Linked DNA regions of Danio rerio: regions 1, 2 and 4 are each linked to region 3. A link is a contact called in public HiCAR-type and HiChIP or PLAC-seq data. All regions are on one chromosome and are shown on one strand. Each heading gives the region's core, a stretch centred on a gene start, on an enhancer-like site or on the middle of the called end of the contact. The rest is flanking DNA. Distances are from core to core; before and after follow the strand shown.

Region 1 (5,939 bases), core at 1,873-4,372, 190 kb after region 3:
CAAAAAATATCATAATCATATATTTATAATAAGTTAAAAGTAAACATCAATTTATAGTTTACATATTTGAATTGCATTAATATATTTATTTTGTTTATTTGTTTGTTAGCATGAATGCAAGATTTGCATTATGCTATTAAAATTACATTAGCTTACTACTAACCTGTGGAAAGTCTGTTAGTAGTAACTCTGCGATTTCATCATGTTTCCTAGCATGTTTCTATGCTAGGTTCATGAAAAAAAAAAAAAACAGGCAAAAAGGTTTGCTTAAGTCAAAACACTGTTATTTGTTTCAAGTGTTGACTTGGAGCAACAGTCTCATTTATTTGATTAATGTTAATACCTGGTAGAAACAGTAACGCATATCTGGTCTCCATTTGCATTCAGAACACTGAAAGTTTATGCAATGCTATTTGAAAAATCAGCATGAAGGCTGATTGATACTTCTGCGTGGAGAGATCGGCGTGACCCACCGCGTCTGCCATGTGGGTAGTCATGAATTTTTACTTCTTCGTGCTGTTTGTGTTGCTCTGCAAAAACACTTCCGAAGCGCTCGCAGTAGGCTTTTATGTTCCTCAGTGTAGTTTCCTCATGGGTGTATTGTTTTTTCTGCACACTTTAAATAGCTAAAACTCGTTCATTCAGAGGCGGGAACCGACAAACATGCAACAACTTTAATTATAAGGTAAACAAAAAACAAAAGTTTCCATCTGGAGCTCCTTCAGAGAACTAGACACATGTAAACAATCAAGCTAGCAACTCTCAGCGCTGCCCACACTCCTCATAGCTACAAAGCTGACCAATCACGGAGCTTGCGCTTCGCGTTGTAGCGGCGTGTGGTTACATTTTTCGAGCGGTGCACATCAGCCACAGCGAGGGCTATGCAGCTATATCGAACTATACGTGTGCGCTTCACACAGAAGTATAAATCAGCCTTAAGATAAGACCACAACAACATTGATATTTTTAAGATTTTCCATTGGTGTGGGGATCCTAAAATCACCAACTAGGCCAACGTACTCCAACAATTGCTAAAATTTTTTGCAAAAAAAAATTAAGACAAAAAAGGCATCCCCAGTCAAAAATAAATGTCATAATTCTCATGATGACCAAGCAAAACATGTTATTTCTTCGAAGCTACAAAAATCCTTTCACGCCAAAACTGCTGACATTTATAACAGCACAGTCATGGCTTAAGTAACATTTGCTCTGCACCCTTAAGGCACTCAAAGTGTTGAAGACACGATATTCTGAGTAAACTGCACAGAAATAGCACTCAAAAGGGTGCACAGAGAGAGCAAATAATTAAGGTTGAGTATGACTGCCGTCAATGAAAGGGAAGGCTTTCAGAAAATCTCAGTAACAGCATTCCTGACCCCACACCCCAAGCAAAGCCCATTTCCCCTATCCACCAAACAATGAGCACAACTCACACAGCACAAGAATGGGGCAGACAAACAGGCCTGACAACCTCAAACGAACACCTACAGATCATCATACTTCAGCTAAATCCTGATTAGTGATCTTAAACCTCCTTCTGGAAAAGTCTACAAGAGCTGAAACAGGAAGAGTGTGTTGCAACACTCCTGCGTATAAGTTGTGCTGGGTAGAAATAAACAAAAGTGAGGAAAGGGAGGGATGTAAAGTAGCAGCAGAGTATGTGGAAAGGGAAAGAGAGAGTGTGCTAACGCCCCAACACCGCCGCAGTGTTCTTCCACTGCACCAGCTCTGTTTACTTCATCACAAACTTTCACACATTTTCTCTTGCTGTACATTTCAGATCGCATCTAATCTAGTATTGCAAAGGCCTTGCTTCAAAGCAACTCCTTTCTGAAGTAAACAATCACAGCACATAACATCTAAACAAGTAACTAGTCACATCCACATGCAGCCTTCACAAAATGTGTTTTCAGGACAAATCCAACACTGCATTTTATCCAATCAACATTAACTAAGCGTGCATTGAGAAAGCAGTTCCTTGTATAGTGAATCAGGCCAACTCTTGCATAGGAACAGCTTTAATAAGCACTCATGTCTTATATTCTGAAAATACGTGTTTTCCCATGCAAGTCACATTATAAAAGGTCCCAATTGAAAGCCAAAACAAATCTGAATGAACACTGCCTGCCATTATATAAAATCTAACCTCATAAAACACATTTTATCATCATAACAGTGTTGCAGTGATCTAATATTTATAATGTGAATGGTGCACTGATAACCCAACTCAAATTGTTATTTATTCTGGATCTCTTAATCCCAGCCACTTCTCCAGCACATAAAAATCAACGTGCAGTCTCTCACGAGTGCCCTTGAAACATACATATATTAGGCTGCCCATCCCAGTGGCTGATTTCTGCAGGGCAGCTGAGCCCGTCTGGTCATATCCGATTCCCAGAGAGAGAGAGAACGACAACATGACGAGGATTATTTTCATTTCTCTAGCTTCACACGCTCACCTCCATTTCTTATAAACACTACCAACTGTAGACCCACGCTAAACATAGGGAGGAAGAAATGCGCAAATTTTTGCCTTAAATAACATAAATATTCAGCAATACGCCAACATTTCCTCGACTTCAGGGTGGGGGAGGGAAACAAACTCCCGTTAGCAACGGGGCTAAAGCCGTTAGCGGGCTAACCGTGAAAGTCGACGCCTGGATGGACGTGCATGCGTTTTTCCGACTCGAAAATGATTCTTAAAAAGCGTAGAGGGATTTACAAATGCTTACCTACTCCAAAACGTGAGCTACATCTACAAAATTATACTTGGTATTCCCTCCCGATGCTTGTTTTTCCCATTTGAGGCCTTCTGCTTCAGCAAACTCCGATGCGGGAACATCCGAGGCGCGCGACGCTCATTTCAGTCCGCGCTCGCGCCAGCGTGCTAAGCTAATCGCTGATTACCTCCTCCAAAATGCGATGGTGATTAAAATCTCTCAGAGCTCCGATAGACTGGTAAGAGAAGAGGTTATAAATTCTCCATTCGTCCCATTATAAGTCAACGGGTCTCAGTAACACTAAGCTTGCAGGTTTGGCTTTATTTGAGGTGCAAAAATAAAATTCCGCTTCAAGTTAATCCTCCACGTCCGACTCCTTCCGAACCGTTGCGATCGGCCTTTGACTCGCGCTGACGAAAAGCGGACGCGGGGAGTTCATACGCGGAATGTGATAGGCTGACGCGTATGGGCGGTCACTGTTGTTTCCCGTTTCAACGGTGCAACTGGCGCCATTGTGGCTCTTCCGAAGGAGGCTTCCACATCGTTTTCTCTGGCGGTTTCGAGCCGTAATGGCGGGCACGGTGGCATATTTTTGCGAGCTCCATTTGGTTGAGAGGAAAATGGAGAACCTATGTTGGTTTATGAGGAAAGTTGACCGAGTGTGGTTTTAAGGGTACCGCGTGAACATAGATGTCGAATTCTCCCATCTTTATTTTAGCTGAGCTAAAAGGTCATTTATTGCAGCCATTTATCTTATCCACCGTTTTTTTTTTAAGAATTTAACATTTTGCCGATTATGGATCGCGAGTTCATCAGCTAAAGCACAGCATGCTTCCACTGACTATTGTTTGTTTGGTGTACGTGCTGCTGTAGATTTTGCTTTTAATTTCGCTTTTGACGTCACGAGCCGCAAGCTAGGCTTGTGACACAGATTTCCGCGGAGCAGAATAACGCAAGAGCTCCCTCTGTTGTAAAGAGATAGGAACTGTACTCTCTGACATAATCCCAACATCCGTGCCATAATCCATGCCAGGTAGTAACTGATTACATATAATCTGGTTTATGTAATCTAATTCCAAAGTTAGGTAAACATAATTAGATAATATTGCACTTTAAAATGCTCTTTATCAGATTAGTTACATTTTATGGACTTTGTGATTTGATCTGTTTATTTATTAGTTCGTTCTATATAAATAAAAAATATATATATTTATAAAAGTATTCTTTGATTTTAATTTCAATCCTGGAGGAAGATGACCATGTAATGGCATTGCTTCTTTACATCATTCTTTACATTACATTCTTTACTTCTGCACTCTCTCTCTCTCTCTCTCTCTCTCTCTCTCTCTCTCTCTCTCTCTCTCTCTCTCTCAATTCAATTCAAAAATTGCTTTATTGGCATGACAATTGTTACAAATGTATTGCCAAAGCAGTTATAAAGTAACATACATGTATACAAAAAAAAAACAGTACACACCGTAAATAGTAGTAGCAAAAAAAAAAAAAAAAAAAAGATATTTATATATAATTAAATAAAATATCAACAATACATCATATTATTCAATATATCACATTAATATTCAATATATTATATTATTATATTATATCTATCTACATATATTTATTTGTGTTTCCTCTATGTGCTCTGGTATTCTGGTGATTTTTCCTATATCAGATTGCCGTACCTCCCATTCAAAAAGTTATTTTGATGATGCAATATTCTACCCATCAGATTTTGCTACCAGTGTAAATTTTAATGTGGAGTAGTGTAATATGAAGCTGTACTACCGCACTAATCCCTAACCCCAACCTCAGAACCATTCAAATACAGTGTTGGTATAGCATAATCTGATGGGTGAATGTCAGGACACCGGTTTCCACCACAGTCCAAAGACGTGCTATTGGTGAATTGAATAAGCTAAATTGGCCGTAGTGTATGAGTTTGTGTGTAAACGAGTGTGTATGGATGTTTCCCAGTACTGGGTTGCAGTTGGAAGGGCATTTGCTGTGCAAAACTTATGCTGGATGAGTTGGCGGTTCATTTCGCTGGGGCAACCCCTGATGAATAAAGGAACTAAGCTAAATGAAAATGAATGAATGAATAATTAAGTGTCAATACAAAGAATAATTTTATATAATAATAAATGTTAAAAAGTGTTTTAAGGTTAAAAAAAACATCTAAAAACTATCATAACCAATGCTTTTCAACTGCAACAAATCACTTAGAAATCATTCATGGTTTTATAAACTCACTCTCAGTTTTATTAATAAATATAAAAAACAGCAATTTAACAAGTGTTTTTTTCTTCTTCTGTCTTTCCTGCTGATTTAAATAACACAGCTTCATCCAGCATTCAGTAAATGAGAAATAAACCTTGTGTCATGCCTACATTTAGAACACAAAATTAATATCTCTTGGATTGGTCAAAGTGCAGCATGCACTGCACTTTAACCAATCCATACTAGAAACAATACTGCCTACCACTATGTGGACAACTATTCATTGTACATATCGCTGACAATTTTACATTGTCCTGTTTTTTTTTGGGAGTATGCTGTTGTATTTTGCATAATCGTTGTATTTGTACTGTCTGTATGTTGCACTGTCTGTATGTTGCACTGTCTGTATTTTGCACTGCCATTTTATTTGCACTGTCTGTATTTTGCACTGTCATTTTTTTTGCACTGTGTATTTTGCACTGTCGTTGTATTTGTACTGTTGTTGTATTTGCACTGTCTGTATTTTGCACTGTCGTTGTATTTGCACTGTCTGTATTTTGCACTGTCGTTGTATTTGCACTGTCTGTATTTTGCACTGTCGTTGTATTTGCACTGTCTGTATTTTGCACTGTCGTTGTATTTGCACTGTCGTTGTATTTGCACTGTCTGTATTTTGCACTGTCGTTGTATTTGCACTGTCTGTATTTTGCACTGTCTGGAGCCAGCACCTAAGCTTTCCACTCATCATAGCACATGTGCTGCTGCTGATGTGACTATAAAAGTGATTTGATTTGATTTGTAGAAGTAGCCCATCAAGTTCATTTAACAACACAAAAAAAGTTTTAAAAGCATGAAACATTTTTCATAATAAGATAATAAGATTGTTTTTTTTTTGAGAACTTTAATGCAGATTGTTGTACATTAAAAGTATTGTAATTATTTTTTGTTAGGTGATTTGGTAAATATTATAATTATTTGTTTGTTTATTTTACTTTACAG
Region 2 (5,387 bases), core at 2,015-4,514, 170 kb after region 3:
GAGGAAAAAAAAGTAGCAAGAGTTCAGCTGATGGTGGATTCGAAGCGGGTTGATGATCAATCGTGTCAAAAGATGTTGTAGGGAGCTTTACGTGGTACGCCACTCAGGCAGTAAACCTGATTCGCTCTTTACTCATGTTGTCTGTCAATCATGCATTGATGGGCGCAAATCGTGAATAGCTTATTCCAACTAGGTGCGCTATTTGCAATTAGCCCAAAAAGACACTCCAAAATTGTCTTTTTTTTTCCCCCCCTTGCAGGGGCTCTAAGTGCGCACGGGACCATGGCCTGTGCCCATTAGGCCCATTGGTTAATCCTGGCTTTAGTGTTGATTTGTGCTGAAACTGCTTTAGTGCTGAAGAACTTCCTGCAAAAATTACTTTAAACTGGATCTTCTATAGTGTCCAAACAAAGAACAGTAGATGGAACAATCTTATTTACATTAAAACCATTTAACAAAAAACTAAGCAGCTAAAGCTGATATTTAATATATCAAAACATCAGCTAACCATTAGTAATAACAGTGATTAACATCATTTAGCATATTATTGTTGACCAATCATAATCAAGTACTACACTGAAGTTAGAGCAGGGTGATTAATTGAAAAAAGAAATCGAAATCGACATTCAGAATAGGGCTGGGTGATTTGTCCTAAAATCTAAATCTCGATTTTCACTCGATTACGATTATTGAACTAGTATTTTGTTTATTTATTTAATTATTTATTTATTAAAAAATATTTTGCTGACAATTTTTGTTCAGTAAACATGTATTCTTCTGTGGTATAGACTGCTCTTGTTGCTCTCAGTTGTCTCAGTGTTAAAGTCATCTGTGCTCGACATGTTGATGGAATAACGTAATGGAGTAGGGTCATGTGACTTCACATGTGGTAGGGAAAATAATTGAAAAAATTGAACTGGAAAAATGAAATCGATTATAGCTTGTGAATGTCGATTTGGATTACTTTTCGATTAATTGACCAGCACTAAGACAGGACCTATAATTAATCAAACTTTTCCAGATTTAGTTTTTCCATTATTTCCCCACCTTGTGTGAAGTCGCATGACCCCGCTCAAATTTAAACTTATTATATTATGATTTATGCTTATTATATTATTCTGATTTTATACTTCTGCCAAGCGCACATGTATAGTCCAGCACAGCCTTTGCATAGTTGCACACCTCTTTAAAAAAATGTACGCACACATCACAACGACGCGTACTGCAAGCTTTGTGATTGTTCGGTTTGGTGGCGGTGATGAGGGTAGGCAACAGAGAGCCACGTTTTAGGCAGTGTTTGTTTTAATTTTAGTTTTTTAGCGTTGATGTTCAATAAATAATCATTGATAGTAGACAGTGTGTTTAATAATTATTTTAAAATCAAGTAATTCACCCTACATTCAAAAATCTCGCACTAATATGTGAGCATATTTACTGTACAAAGCCTGTCCCTGAACTATGAGGGCAAACAAATTAAATAAATAAATAAATTAAATAATTGTTCATTAATCATAATCAAGTTAAACTGTCTCATTAACGGAGATCTTTATTTTAGGCCAAAACGCCCAGCCTTAACTAAAGTCACAACAGAAAACAAACAGCAGACTCATTTCATCGTAACCATTTCTTGTAATTACTCAAATAGCTATTGATGGCAACAGTCTCAAAAACCAGTTCCCTGACAGACTGGTATATTGATCACCAATTTAATTCCAAGTCTTTATTATTTTTTTTTCCTTGCACACATTAGCATGTTGAATTGTCTTGGGTGTGTTCAGATGCACACACGGCTACTTGAATAATCATAAAGCGCAGCTTGAATTTGACTTCTGTTTGGCAAATGAGTAGAAGCATGAGGCCTTCAGTCTGAGTGTGATGTAGTTACAGTAGTAGAGCATAGAATTCAGGCTGCTCTAAGATTAGTGCGTCTCAGGGAGTGTGTGCATGCCTGTGATGTCCAGCATTCTGCATATCTCAAAGGCACACCACCAGGAAACACTTCTAGATCAGCAACTGCTGCATTTCACGATTTTTACAATGGTCAACTATCAAATGTGTGTTTTTTTTTTTCTAAATGTGTCACATTCAGTCTGAAATTAACAATTGTATCACTTAAGCTATTTTGAATTTTTCATAAAATAACATATATATAAAAAATAACAATATCAAAATTAGAATGTTAAATGTATAGTGTCAACTAGGTATTCCTTTATAGTGTATAAATTGAGGGCAAATGTTGACATGTTTGCTGCTAAATCACCAAAACAAATTACATTTTAAAAGCATTCTATAAAGTTTGATATAATGATGTGCTGCTTGAACCAAAAAAGCTGCTAAACAAATTGCAGTGTGAAAGAGGTTTGCAACTTCAACTTCTCCAGAGTACTTAATAGTATGTAAACACTGTATTTTAACTTAATTGAACAAAAATAAAATAGTTTTAATTAATATCAAATGCAATCTGTTGCACTTTTTGCTTTCAGTGATTAAGCAAAACCTAAGTACACATAATTCTATACTTAAATACATATTAACTTTATTATTTTTACTATTCTTATTATTATTACTACTCAAAACGTAAATGTAAATTGCAAACGACTACAATGTGTTTGTCATGTATTAAAATATTTGTAATTTTTACATTTGGAAAGACAAGCTGCAATTTAGTCCATTTCAAATATATTAACTCTTAAGTTCAAGTCATAATAAATACACAATGCTTATGATGATTTATAAAACATGAATGAACCTGTGTCATTAGTTTAATGGATTGTTATCTGGGAATAACAAAGCTTGGAATGCTGTGATTGACCAATTAGAATAAACCATTCCAGAGTGGTGTAAAAAAAAAGATTTTGAGTAGTATATATAATCGTAACAATAATAAACGCAGAAACTGGACAAAGGTGAATCTTTTAGCAATGCACAGCAACTTTGACTCTTTTAGAACATTTATGAAAAGTCTTTATTTACACTATCACTGCTTTTTGTAAAAAAAAAAATATATATATAAAATAATTAGGCAACAAGGTTAAAATGGCCATGTAAATTTTCAGGAGAACTATTCCTTGAAAAATGTAGCAGCAGCATCAGGCTGAGTGTTCAAGTCTGAGGCTCACCCAATGGCTGTTAAGACAGCAGATGGGCACAGCAGCATGCTGATACTGTAAAACAAAGCCATGTAATCACGGACTGGCTGTATGCTGCTGCACCAAAAACTCACAAGTATTTGGCTTCAAAACAATCTCAGACTATTGCTGCAAACCAGCAGCAAAGGGCCCTCGGGGTTTAGAATGACAACCTTACCAAACCTGTCCTTTACACAGAGCAATGGAAAAAAATACCTCACCTCTTACAAAACAACAACAACAAAGAAGAATTTCTGCAATATCATGTGCAGTCATTATAAATAACAAAGGTAGAGATAGGGCTGCACAATACACCGTTACAGGATTGATGTAGCAATGTGATCATTTGCAATAGACATTGCAGAATATATGCAATGTTGAGTTTGTTTTAGAATTTATCATTTGCATGTGTTTTTGATGTCCGTGTCATTGTGTAATGACCTTAAAAGCATTCAGGAATAATGAATTGTACCATTTGGGAGCTTAATTTTATTGAATTAATTGTATTTTCATCATTCAGTTACTGTACTTGAATACTATTAGACTCTGAAAACAATAAAAACAACTTTATTTCAATTGTATCTTTTCTTGATTGTATTTATAGATTGTTGTGCATGTAAATACTCACAACACACGCAAATACAGAAATGCATGGCAAATAGCACAAACAACAGTGAAAATCTGTTGGGGACCCCAAAAAGTTTAAGGATTGTTTATGAGATTTTATGAAGATAGTAGACATTAATTTATCAATGTCTGACTAAACATGTGCATGAAAATACTCACAACACATGCAAATACAGAAACGCACTGCAAGTAGCACAGACAACAACAAAAATGTGTCAGGGAACCCTAAAAAGTTTATAGACGGTTTATTAGATTTTATGTAGATACACTCCCACTACAGAATCATCCCAATCTAACATGATCAATTATTTACAAATAAAGATATTGAGTACATTTAGTGAAATTGCAAACATATTGCAATATACATCGCAAAATAAATAAATATTGCAATGTTTAATTTTTCCAATATCGAGCAGCCCTAGGTAGGGAGATTCTCATGCACAATTTGCCAGTAAAACCAGCTCTGTAAGAAGTACATTTTCAGCATCTGCTTTCAGATGGTGCAGTTCTTCCATTACACAGAGCCATAGTTCACACAAGCTACACACAATAAATAAATTAAAATTGCAGAAGATTTAATCATCACAATCCTCATATCAAATAGAACCATTTGTCGCTTTGACAGCTGTTTGCATCACTTCTCAGTTAACTATGGCTCTAAACTGCTACTGATCTGAAAGCTCATGAAAATCCCACATGTAATAACACGTCTCACCCTAAAGACCTCTGTAAGACTTGAAATACCACAAATATTTTGATGTCTTTGAAAATTCAAACATGAGCTGAAAACAGAGACTATCAGCTCTACAATCCAGCAGGTGGGAATGCGGGAAAAACCTGCTCCTCTCCTTTCCTTTATTTACAATTGAAGCATGCCCACTTTCCCTGTTCACACACATTCTCTACATACTGTACTCACACAGAATGGTCATTTTAAACTATGAATGTTCTAGATCAACCCAAGTGACTTTATCTATCATGTTTTATATCATTTGAATTGTCTCAGTGGGACTAGTACAGTGGTCTCGATCCCTCAGAAATAGACATAATCAAAACAATAAATATAACTTCAGGTATCTTTTGAACCACTGCGAAGGGTTTGCCTTTCCTATAGGCAGAAACTCTTCCGCTAAATGCAAATGCCTTTTGTTATTCTACACGCCACTTTCCTCGAGGAGACTCTTGAATGTACAACTTAGGCCCCATTCACACGGGGCGTCAGCGTCAACACTTCCCATTCACTTTGAATGGGTGACATCAGGCGTTGCCGAACTGCATTGTGGATCCGTTGGCGCCGCTTCAGAGGCGTTGCTCGCTGCAGAAGTTGGGACTAGCTCAACTTTTCAAGTGCCGACGGAAGCGTCAGTCAATCAGATCAATGTATCCAAATACACCAGCTCAGACTGTGGCCTATTGCTGACTGAATTTCATTGGCTGACGCTTCTATGACCATCGCTTCAGCCCCAACTTCAGACACGCCTTCAGTCAAGCGTTGACGCTGAAGCCCCGTGTGAATGGGGCATTAAGGGGAAGTTTTAAATGTTCTGAGTGATTATATAACTAGATGAGCCCATAGTGTGGCGCTCCATGTTCCATGCTATGTATATTTTAAAGTCAGATCTGCATTTTCTG
Region 3 (5,645 bases), core at 3,104-5,603:
TGTCTTTTTTGACTTCTCCTCTTTAACCACCCTTTGAGTTTCCTTAACTGGCCAGTCCTTGTCTTCAGATTTACCCTTAGACAGTCTGTCTTCCTTCTTGAAATGATCTTTTTCATGTTTGGAGAGTTTGACTCTGTTTTCTGAAGGAGACTCTGTCTCAACAATGAGCGACTTCTGCCGTGTATCGTCAAAGTCAAAAGAGAAGCTCTTGACAAATTTTTCATTCATGTCCTGACTCAACACCACACTTGGAGCCTTATCTTTTTCCTTACTTTTGTGTTTGTGTTTCACTTTGTGTTTCTTTAACACTTTTCCATCTTTGTCTGCTTTCGAAATGGCTCCCTCAGTGTTTGAAGTCTTATAAAGCTCAGAGTTCTTTTTGTCTACCGCATTGACATGCGTGTTGTTTTTCTTTCTGCTGTCTTGCACTTTCTTTTTTACCTGTTTCACAGACTCAACACTGGAGTCTGCAGATGAGTAGTCTGACTCACTGGAGAGCCGTGTTCTGACCGAGTCCGAAAGGGAGCTGACATCAGACATTGTCGGAGAAGATACTGTTTTCCAGCCATCTGTCCTCCACTGCTTTGGGTGCTGCTCTGCCAAAGACTGTGTGTGTTTTTGTGAGTTCAAACTCCCATGCGAGGAGGAAGACGTGACTGACAAAGAGGTAAAGACAGAGGGGTCTTTAAGGCTCAATGTAGAAGAGTCCTTTACACAATTTGTATTCTGAATGGACCCTTTATCGTCTTCACTCTCGAGGTCCCCAATCTCTGAGTCTGAGGTGCAGAACTTATTCACTTTATTAAAGCGCACCTCCTTGTTAACATTATTTTTTGTCTCCTTCTTCCTTTTCTTTTTGACTTTACTTTTCTCTTTCTGCTGCTTGGAATTCAGTGACGTCGAGTCTCTGCTCTTGATGTTAGTTTGAGGTGCAGGTTGCCTTGGTGTGGTCGTGGGTGTGAAACACAATGTTCTGTCATCTTCGTCCGAGCTGTTGCTGTCTGACAGGATCCTGCGCACAGCCTTCTTTGGTGTTAGCGAGTTGCTTTTGGAATAGGTTTTGACCTCCATCTTGGGTATGGAGATTAAGTTGTTTGTTTTGCTGACAGGCTCCTTGCGGAACTCTTTCTTGAGCAGGTGCTTGTCATCCACAGGTGGGACACGCTCCTCCTCATCGTCCTCGTCAAACTCATACTCATCCTTGACTGGAGTGGTGGTGGATTTGGGTGGGTCCATGCCCTTCCCTTTTAATTTTAAGCCCTTCTCAAACTCTGAGTCCGTATTATTGCCATCGACAGAGCTAGATGGGGCAAACGATGGGGAATCTTCCTCTTCAGAAGAATCTGCTGAGAAGCACAAGAACTTTTATTAGTAACATTTCCTGTTAAGCACTTTCTGGAATACATGCAAACAGATGCACTTCATGATACATACCAGAGGAACTCTCCTCACTGGAGGAGTAGGTGATTTTCCCCAACAACAAATTAAGCATTGTTTGTGAATTTGCCACTTTTAACGGAGTCTCTCCTCTTCTGTTGCTTTGACAAGGATCACCTCCATATCGTAACAGCAGCTTCACTACCTACAAAACCAGAATGTAGGTGTGACATAATCAATAAAAACAAGGTCCTAAAATTGTGTGCTATCTTGTGTAAAAAAATGTAATGTATAATTTCTGAGTCACTTACTTTGAGATGGCCATTGTTAGATGCATCATGTAGAGGCGTGTCGTCATCCAGGCCCTTGGTGTTAACCTCGGCCCCGGCTGCCAGCAGCTGTTTGGCCACATCATAATACCCTCTGTTACAAGCCTCATGTAGTGCGGTCCAGCCTAAAATAAAAAGCATTCCTACATTACTGGAAGAATTTCATGTGCATTTCAAATAGTTCCAAACTGCAATAATCTATATCATTCTGTCCTATTCGATATTAACAGCACACATCAACATGAAACGATGGAAAAAAAGCAACTGATCTCTGAAACTGATCTCTGAAAGCTGCACTTACCTGCAAAGTCTTTTACATTCACGTCAGCCCCCTCATTGATGAGCTCCTTTATGCGGCGTGCCTCTCCACGAATGGCTGCCCGGTGCAACCTTGTCTCACCCCTCTCGTTCCTCTTGTTAACTTTGTCTTTGGTTTTTGAGGCAGAGTTTGGCGTTCCCTTCTGACCCAGACTTGACTGTGACTGGTGCTTTGGTGTTGTGTCTGAACACAAATATCAGTTATTAATTTAGGTTACTTACAAAAACATATTTTAATAATGGCCACTAGAGGCAAAAGTTAAACATGATCATTAAGAATAATTTCACATGAAACACTATTGGACTGTTTGATTTGTCACAGCACTTGCACATTGTTGCTTTATCTGTCTTCAATCGTAAGTAGCTTTAAATAAAAGGGTAAGTGGCCATAACGTATATGTACTCATTACAATGTACTTATTGTGTTAATACACGTTTTAACATTGTACTTATACTTGATTAAATACTTGCATCTTTGAGAGATGCAATCTCAGCTTGCATCATAAAGGCTGCATCCAGATACTATTGGTAATTACATTTATAATTACATTGTTGACAATCCCTTACACTTTAAACCACCCTTAAACCTACCCATACCACCAAAGCATTCCCTAAACCTACCTGTATCCCACCTGAATATCACCAGAAGTGTTCTGTAATACATTATGAACACATTAAGTACATTGTATTTCTGTTTTGAAGTACATCGTAGTTAGGCCAAGTCTTATTATCTTTCATTTATCCACCACTAAAACTCATTTTTTAAGAACCTGGGTTCTAACAGAAACCTGTAATTTTTTCAAGTCTGTTTTCACAACTATACAAATACTAATGGATCCTTAAAAAAGGGCCATTCTTCAAACTGCTGAAAGCTGTTTCCTTAAATTAAGTAGTTTTGTCATCAATACATCTGTAGAGTAGAGGTATTAACCTGCATTTGGGCCTTCAAGAAAAAACGTGAGAACCAATGACAATTAAAAACAGAGTTAAAGCAAGTAACTGAGCTTTGTACAACCTCTAGATGGCAGTCTTGCACAAACATTTTAAACGGATAACTTTTGCCTGCGTCAAATTGCACCTTCTTCCTGTTTCACATCTTGGACTGAATTAAGCAATTTTAACAGATTTTCACTGTTTGTATTTGGTTAATACTGTCATAAACGAATTTTTACTGCATTAAATAAACCAACTATTCTTTTAGCAAACATGAAAAATATATTAGCAACAACATGAAAATCATTAGATGACTTTTTTTGAGATGCTTCAATACAGAACAAGCACAAGACTGCACAACAATAGCTGGCATGCAAAAGAGCTCTGCAGGGGTGGGGCTGTATTTTTCTTTGGCATTTCCAGTATCCTTTTGTTTTGGAAAAAATAAATCTGTTTAACTATTAGTGGAAGAATAACTAAATTTGACAAATCTAATAGACACATACTTACTAGAGATAGATATAGCACTTATTACAAATGCTCTAGCCCAGGAAAACTCAATAGCCATTAGAAGTTTTGTTTTCCCTCACAAGCTGCAACGTTAGATTGCGATACCACAGGCGCAAATCCAATCAAATCTGAATCAGAAATTTATTTTGGAACAGTACTTTCAAGTCCCTTGCTGCTCTATCAACAGTTCTAGAGGGCTGATGAAAAACAGTGGATTAAGATTGCAGAGGTTCATTTCGCTGAAGTAATGGAAATTGATGAGGGTTATCTTGTTTAATTGAATTCTAATTAAGTGCTGTGGTGTGTTTTTAAATGATGCATAGCGTAAGAGTGCTGCGGGGACAGTGGAAGCTACTGAAGCCGCCGGGCCCCCCTCCTACTTGTGGCCCCCCGAGACGTGGCGCTCATGACAAACACGCACCTGGACTGTTTACGGACTCCTCCGCCGTCATCTGCATGAGAAGAGCCACCTGCTGCCGCTCTGAGAGTGGGTACCCGGCCCGGATCCCTGGCATGCCCATCCCAAACGGCAGGCCTGACTTCCTGGTGTTAGTGGGCTCTTTTTTAATGCGCTTCCGCTCTGGACCTTGTTTTTCTGTTGAGAAGAAAACGGGCATGTTAATTCGCAAACCAGCCTCAGAAATGCTTTTGAACAGACAAACTCCTTTTTACTCAGTTGTGTGACCTTGTATGTACGCTAGCTCAAGTTAATGTGCAATTAAGTGCATCCCATCTATGCCATTCTTAGTAGCCTGAAGGTCAAGTGAAACCTTTGGTGAATTCCCAGCTGTTCGGCCTATGTGAAAGCCCTCTGGTGGCACCAGCCATAGTTTGATATTAGCCTTATGGGGAGGGAGGGGCCCATCACTGCCAGTCTAGTGTGTGTGTGTGTGCACGTGTTTCTTTAAGGCTATGACTTGGCAGCCTGTCACCGATTACAAAATGGCCGGTGTTCACATTTCAATGTGGCAGAGACAAGGTCACCACTGCATTTGGACAAAAGCAGCTGCTCTTCACAGAAATGCCCATCAATTATTCTCAGTATGTCATTGTCAACATATCCGCGCCACAATGCACATGTCCTACTCACTGCACAAGTCTCGGCCTTGCTATCGACTTACAGTAGGATAGCCGTCTTAGTGTTTGCCAGATTCTAATATAACCCCCCAAGCCTCAAACTATGCAAACATGCCCAAATGTCTCACGGGCATTCCTAACGCCAATAAAAACCCAATGAGGTACAGCAGTCCTGTCATCTAGATTTCTGCAATTGTCTAATCTATAGAAGATCTACTAGCTGGCTTGCCGTTTCGACGTTGTGATTTGCTCAAGGCCACAAGCATAATTTGTAGGTAGAGGAAGCCAGACAAATGCTTCCAGTAACGGGATTTTTCCAGGAATTATTCTTCACGGTTGGGGCTGATAAATATTCGCTAACACCTGTAAACAATTACATGTAATGTACCCCAACCTTTTGAACACACACGCTCTTGCCATTTAGATGCATTCCTGTGATCCAAATCTTGAAGAACATGAGCAGCAGCAGCAGCCTAAACATGTTTATAAAGGCCGGATGAAGGGAACTGAAAAACGCAGAGCTTGTACTTTTGTGTTCTAAAATAGAATGTAATGACTATGGTACAGTAATATAAAAGTCCTCTGATGTCAGGATCAAGCTTTTCATCCTCACTTATTGTATTAAAAGTAAAGTGAACTGCAGAATGTTTTTCATTTTGCATATTTTCATGCTTATGCTTCCATAATCTGATACCTTGAAACAAAACAATTATATTCATGAATAAGCCCAGGATCATTACTAAAAAGCATTGCATTGTATATATGCAAAACAATGATTCGTTATAAATAAGAGAAACATATATATATATATATATATATATATATATATATATATATATATATATATATATATATGTATATATATGTAAAACAGCGGAATTATGCACTAATCATTGCAACCCTGCCTCAAAAGAACCCTAAAGCAGTGGTCCTTAACCACCAGGCCATGAACTGGTACCAGTCTGTGGATCAATTGGTACCAGGCTGCACAAGAAATCGTTATTTATTTCAGTTTTAATTATTATCTAAGTTTGAACAATCTTTTATTTTGGAAAAAAATACGGTATTCACTTGCTTACATCTCTGTCATTTGAATGGCAA
Region 4 (5,517 bases), core at 1,564-4,063, 130 kb after region 3:
GGTGGAACTATAGTAGTTCATCATCTGAAGTTTCCCCAGAGCAGTTTACTGTGCTTATTAGATGGTGGGGCAGTGTCTCTGGATGTCTCTTGTCCTTTTTGAGTCATGCTCCGTTGACTCGAAAAGGAAACTCTAGGCCTGAGGAGGGCTAAAACCCTTTAAATCACCAGTCAAATGGGCACGCAAAAGAGGATGCTTTCATAAATCTTTCCAGCAAAGGAAACAAAAAGTACTACAGAAAACGAACCTGCCAACTTGCCACATCCTGACAGTCAAGCTGAAAACAACCAAAGCAGGCAAAACAAGCAGTCCTGGTTAAAACTAGCTGTTTGAAAAGACAAAGGTTAAAAATGTGAGGTAAATAATAAAGTCATAAGCTAAAGCACAAACATTATATGCAAGAAAAAAATCCATTCTGGCATGAAATGGTCACTATTACTCAACCATACATGGTAAAGTCTAGCTCACACTAGGGTTGTCGTGATACCACTAATTCATGTTACGATACTATACCTGCTGAAGTATCGTGGTACCAAGTAGTGGTCAGAAATATTACAGTTTATATGTTATAATAGGTCTACTTGAATTGAATTAATGATTTCCTTATTATTAAAAAAAAGTATTTGCACATCACTTCACCTAAAAGGTAATCCTTCTTTTTGTTTATTTTGTAGATAACTGACCAACCAAAATACACTAAAATAAAGATACAAATTATACCAAATCAGTTAGATACAAAACGAGCAGTTTTTCAACTAAACTGGGGTTCATGAAATAGTCAAAATTGTTTCAATGTTACTAGTGTCTATTCTTTATTTTTTCAGTTTTATCGGGTAAAAATCCATAGTGATTTAAAATTTAACTTTGTGAATCACACATTTAAAAGATTGTCAGTGTTTTTGTAGCTAATAAATTATATTGACAGGAGCAGAAATGAACAGACACAGATTTGAACTGAAGCGTCAGAAAACATACATTAGGCTCCCATAAAAGGCGTAAATTCTAGACTGTTTGCAACCTTAAAGAGCTCCAGAGACTATCCAAATAAAATGGTCTATTGTTGCACAAATGTGTGCATTTTAATGACTTTTGCACTTGCAACATTATGTATTGTAGATGGAACATTATTGACGATACTACGATTTACAAACTACAGTGGCACCACTAGTATTTTGGAGCCATAGTATCATGATACTACCATAGTATCATAACCTAGTTCACAATTACACACAAGTAATTCCTTAAACAATTTTAATGAAAACAATAAGACCTACAACTACTTCTGACAATCCGATGAGGTTATAAATATTAATCGTTGTCTGCATTTGCTCAAACTGATTTGCTCATGTCAAAATGTGGATGAAAATAGGAAAGGGTTGGCATTTGAATAGCTTATATTCGCGTAAAATAGGACTGCACGATATTGGAAAGATCTGACATTGTGATATTTTGTTTTTCTGCTACATATTTTGCCATTTACTTTGTTATACTTGAAAATAATTTTTGTTCACTTTATTTTAAGGTTTAGTTCTCACTCTTAGCAAACCATGGTTTCCACTACATTCATTCTTCCATTGTGGGGCGCCACGACAAAATTGATTCCGCCACGGCTACATTACAGCTTTTCATTCAAAATATTCAGCAGTGTTTCTTTTATTAGCGGGTGATAATCACTCCAAAACGTAGAAAAGATAAATGATTTATAAAAGCACAAACTTTTCTGCAACCGTAGTAGTGCTGTGCATCGTTTGTTTAACCCTTTAAGGTTACGTGCAGACTGACTGACTGACTGACTGACTGGTGAGTGATGCCAGCAAGCAGGACGCATAGCCGTTTCACTTTCCTTGAGGACGCATTAATACCGCTCTGTAGGTCTATTGGACACATTCATAAGTATTCCTAGCAAATCTAATAAATGTTGGAGACATACTTGTTACATAAACGCACTAAATTGCACTTCAGCAGCGTTTATTTGAGAGCGCACAAAAAGATCTGCGCTTGAGCAGCGTATATTTGAGGGCGTGCAAGAAGTTTTGTGCACAAGCAGAGGAAATCTGTGCGCAAGCAAAGAGATTTGCATGCACATAGGCTAATACTTAAATGCGATCTTAACTTGTAATACTGCGCACACAACATTTGTCATTGAAATAACACCACAGGTAGTTGGTAGATCTGTGCAAAAAAGACCTGCCGCCACAGCTGGAAAAAATCTTAGAGGAAACACTGCAAACCATTTTTAATTCTGCTTTAATAAACTCCTACTTTGCTCCTTATTAAGAGTTATTAATGTAGTTTAGGTATTGGGTAGGATCAGGAATGTAGAATAACCATACAGAACACATCCTTTATAAAAATACTAATAAACAGCCAATATCTCAATAACATGCATGCTAAAAAGCAACTAGCTGAGAGCAAATAGTAAGAATTAGTCCCTAAAGTGTTACAGAATGTATTTATTTTGATTGACTGGGATAACTCTGTAAGGGAGTGAATCATGCATAAAGTCATAAACAAACTACGAGCATAGATAAATAAAACAAAGATGAAAGTAAAATAAACTGTGCATGCATTAGGGTTTTGTATATGTAAATGTAAAAATTACACTGCAAAATCAACTCAACACTACATATCTTCGCGGTGTGACTAGTGCGGATGCAAACATCAATATGCAAAATCAATACGGCAGCTCTACCGCCAAATATCAAAAAAAACTGACACCAAAGCTTTACAGTCAGTGCAATATATGTGAGGCTTTTTGCATGTATAAGAGAAATACAAAGCATGAGAGCATATGGAGTTACTTGCTGCAGGGCCTTTTAAGACGCCTTCCGTAAACACCCCCTCACTTGAAACGAGCAAAAGTACTTTGCTCCATTTATTCCTGGGCCACTAGTTTAAATCTAGACAAATATAGTTGGTCCTGCCCCTTTCCTCAATAACAGCTTCTTCTGCAAACTCTGAGCTACTCTGTAATTATAGGTTCATAAAATGCACTGAAATATGGCACAAAGCAGTTACCTTGGTAAAAATAAACATCATCCATCAGCCTGCTACACTAGGATCCCTCAAAAGGATATGCAGAGAAGAAGGAAAGCCATAACCAGGAACAAGTCTGTTTTCAACAATTAGTTTTAATGAATCTTCTTGAGCTTGGGATGTCGTTGAAATTAATAAGGGTAACACTTTGGTTTACGTCACAATTCACGATATTAACAAACCATTAACTAGCACTTCTAGCTTAATAACTACTAATTATTTGTTTATTAATCGTTAGTAAGGTAGAAGTTGAGCTTAGGTTTTGTGTAGGATTAGAAATGCCTTATAAAATAATCCTTTATAACTACTAATGAACAGTAAATATCTTAATAATAAGGAGGTGATAAGCCAGTAGTTAATAGCATGAATTGTGACCTAAACTAAAGTGTTAACTAAACAAGTTTTAGGACTGGTTTTACAGATATAGTTTAATTATGGCATTTTAGTCATTTTTATAAATCTGGCATGGTTTTCTTTGCATTACATTAAAACCTGCAATGGCATCATCCACCCCCTTGACAGTTAAGTTATTTCATCTGATTTACAAGCAGAAGATCACAATAGAAGTCATTTAAGGTGCATATTCCTCAGAACAGCTCTGTACTTTTAATAATATTTGATAACATTTTAATAAGCAAACAAAATAGCCTTAAGTTGCGGTCACACTATATTTTTCGCCCCATAGACTTTCATTTGTATGTATACGAAAGTGGCAGACCAGAAACACAAGCTTGTGCGACAAGTTTCACATTTCGCTGTATTCAAAAGTTCAAGCTTGGTGAACTGCAAAATTGCATAAGGAGATTGCATGAGGTAAAAAAAAAATAAAAAATCAAAACAAGACCTTTGTACAAAAATTTGGACCAATTGCTCTCATTTATATAAATTACAGAAATCAACGGTTCTTCAGGTAAGAAATGTAATGTTAAGTATTAAGATATGTAAATGTGTGTATATATTTACTGAAATGGCACAAAAATTGTGACAAATTCTGCTCAGAAATTCAGAAAACACACCATACAATCTGTGATACAAGTAATTTCTAGAAAACTCTGGCATCTTGAGCAGACTGAGGAAATTAGCCGCCTGACGATGAGTATATTTCCGTACTCTCACGCCCCATTCACACGGGGCTTCAGCGTCAAAGCTTGACAGAGGGCGTCTGAAGTTGGGCTGATGCAATTGTCATAGCAGCGTCAGCCAGTGAAATTAGTCAGCAATAAGACACAGTCTGAGCTGGTGTATTTGCATACAGCGTTCTGATTGGCTGACGCTTCCATCGCTGCTTGAAAAGTTGAGAAAGTCCCAACTTTTGCAGCGATTAACGCCTCTGAAGTGGCGCTGACGGATCCACAATGCAGTTCAACAACGCCTGACATCACCAATTCAAAGTGAATGGGAATTGTTGACACTGACACCCTGTGTGAATGGCCAGTAAGATTGCAACATTCAAAACATTTAATGACTTAATTTGTACCAACGTACCATAGGCCATTCAAGTTTACAGTGCAAGAACCCTTTTCTTCAACAAGTGTGACAAAACAGTGCTGGACCACCGGATCAAACCATCTTCCTTTTTGATAGGGGGACAAATAACATGCGAGTGCAAGTGCTTCTAGTCAGTTGTGTATCATTTGACTTTTATACATTTGTAAAACAATTTATTGAGAATAGTATACCTACACGCATTGAATATAACTATTGAATTGTGTCATGTTAATAATACAGATTATCAGTATGTGGTTATGGGCCACCTCTCAATAAGAAACCCAGCTATTTAGTTTGAATAGTACCTCTGTCCAATGCGACTCATAATCAAGAGAAAACCTTAACATCTGAACACTGAGACACACACAAGTAGTGTGCAAGCGTTGCATTATCTAACGTCTCTTGCCGCATATTTAAACTGATAAAACCTTAAACATGCAAGGAGTTTACACCACTAACTGTGAAATCAGCCACTGTAAACTCTGGATAAATGGACAGACCAAGTGTTGTGGGACAGGGAGTTGTAAACTGTAACACCACAATGCAGAAGGCTGAAGGCGCTGAAAGTTTTGAACTCACCCAGTGAAAGCTGCTTCAGTGATCACACATCAGTAAGGCAGCAGCAGAGCTTGCTGAAGCTGAAATAAATACTCAGTTACACTACACTAACTGACAAAAGTCTTGTCACCTATCCAAATTTTAGGAAAAACAAATAAGTTGACTTAGTTAATCATGTGGTATCAGACATGACTTATATGAAAGGCAAAGGTCTCTAGATTACGATTATTTTACCAAAATAAAATATAATCATGCTTTAATTTTAAATTATTTTATTAGGGCAGTAAGGTCTGACCTGGCTGTAATGTACCGTATATAATATAAAGTCATGCTGCAGTGGAAAAAGAATGAATATTGTGCATGACTCTTGTGAGCTTGGAGGACTGCATCCATACATCTCTGCAATGACTCAAATCACTTATTAATAAAGTCATC

What was found. HiCAR-type assays count read pairs that join an accessible place to other places. HiChIP or PLAC-seq counts read pairs in DNA pulled down with a chosen protein or histone mark.
Region 1: an H3K4me3 HiChIP or PLAC-seq map of pancreas shows a contact between it and region 3, with 10 times the contacts expected there. The contact joins the promoter of ankrd11 here to the enhancer-like site in region 3. A contact is called at or near these places in 9 of 18 Hi-C or Micro-C datasets (caudal fin, embryo, fibroblasts and 3 more) and 4 of 4 datasets of contacts at active chromatin or transcription factors (caudal fin, embryo, gastrula embryo and 1 more).
Region 2: a HiCAR-type map of caudal fin shows a contact between it and region 3, with 6 times the contacts expected there. The contact joins two enhancer-like sites. A contact is called at or near these places in 1 of 18 Hi-C or Micro-C datasets (embryo) and 1 of 4 datasets of contacts at active chromatin or transcription factors (caudal fin).
Region 4: a contact with region 3 is called in a HiCAR-type map of caudal fin, with 5 times the contacts expected there. The contact joins two enhancer-like sites.

The regions. Positions count from the first base shown.
Region 1 is chr7:57,181,411-57,187,349 of GRCz12tu, reverse strand. It overlaps ankrd11 (ankyrin repeat domain 11), which reads right to left and starts at 3,122. Exons shown (of 13, transcript XM_068222739.2): 1 at 2,737-3,122.
Region 2 is chr7:57,199,403-57,204,789 of GRCz12tu, reverse strand. All of the region lies in intron 1 of ankrd11 (ankyrin repeat domain 11), which reads right to left. Among named protein-coding and RNA genes, the nearest start is that of ankrd11, 18 kb to the right of the region's middle. Within about 2 kb of position 3,264, at least 6 of the 62 cell types and tissues checked have an H3K27ac peak or open chromatin away from gene starts, as enhancers often do. A contact at or near this core is called in caudal fin, where this site is marked.
Region 3 is chr7:57,372,814-57,378,458 of GRCz12tu, reverse strand. ankrd11 (ankyrin repeat domain 11) reads right to left here. Exons shown (of 13, transcript XM_068222739.2): 5 at 3,889-4,062; 6 at 2,008-2,208; 7 at 1,689-1,831; 8 at 1,435-1,582; 9 at 1-1,343. Among named protein-coding and RNA genes, the nearest start is that of slc22a31, 34 kb to the left of the region's middle. Within about 2 kb of position 4,353, at least 14 of the 62 cell types and tissues checked have an H3K27ac peak or open chromatin away from gene starts, as enhancers often do. A contact at or near this core is called in caudal fin, pancreas and skeletal muscle, where this site is marked.
Region 4 is chr7:57,239,512-57,245,028 of GRCz12tu, reverse strand. All of the region lies in intron 1 of ankrd11 (ankyrin repeat domain 11), which reads right to left. Among named protein-coding and RNA genes, the nearest start is that of ankrd11, 58 kb to the right of the region's middle. Within about 2 kb of position 2,813, at least 1 of the 62 cell types and tissues checked has an H3K27ac peak or open chromatin away from gene starts, as enhancers often do. A contact at or near this core is called in caudal fin, where this site is marked.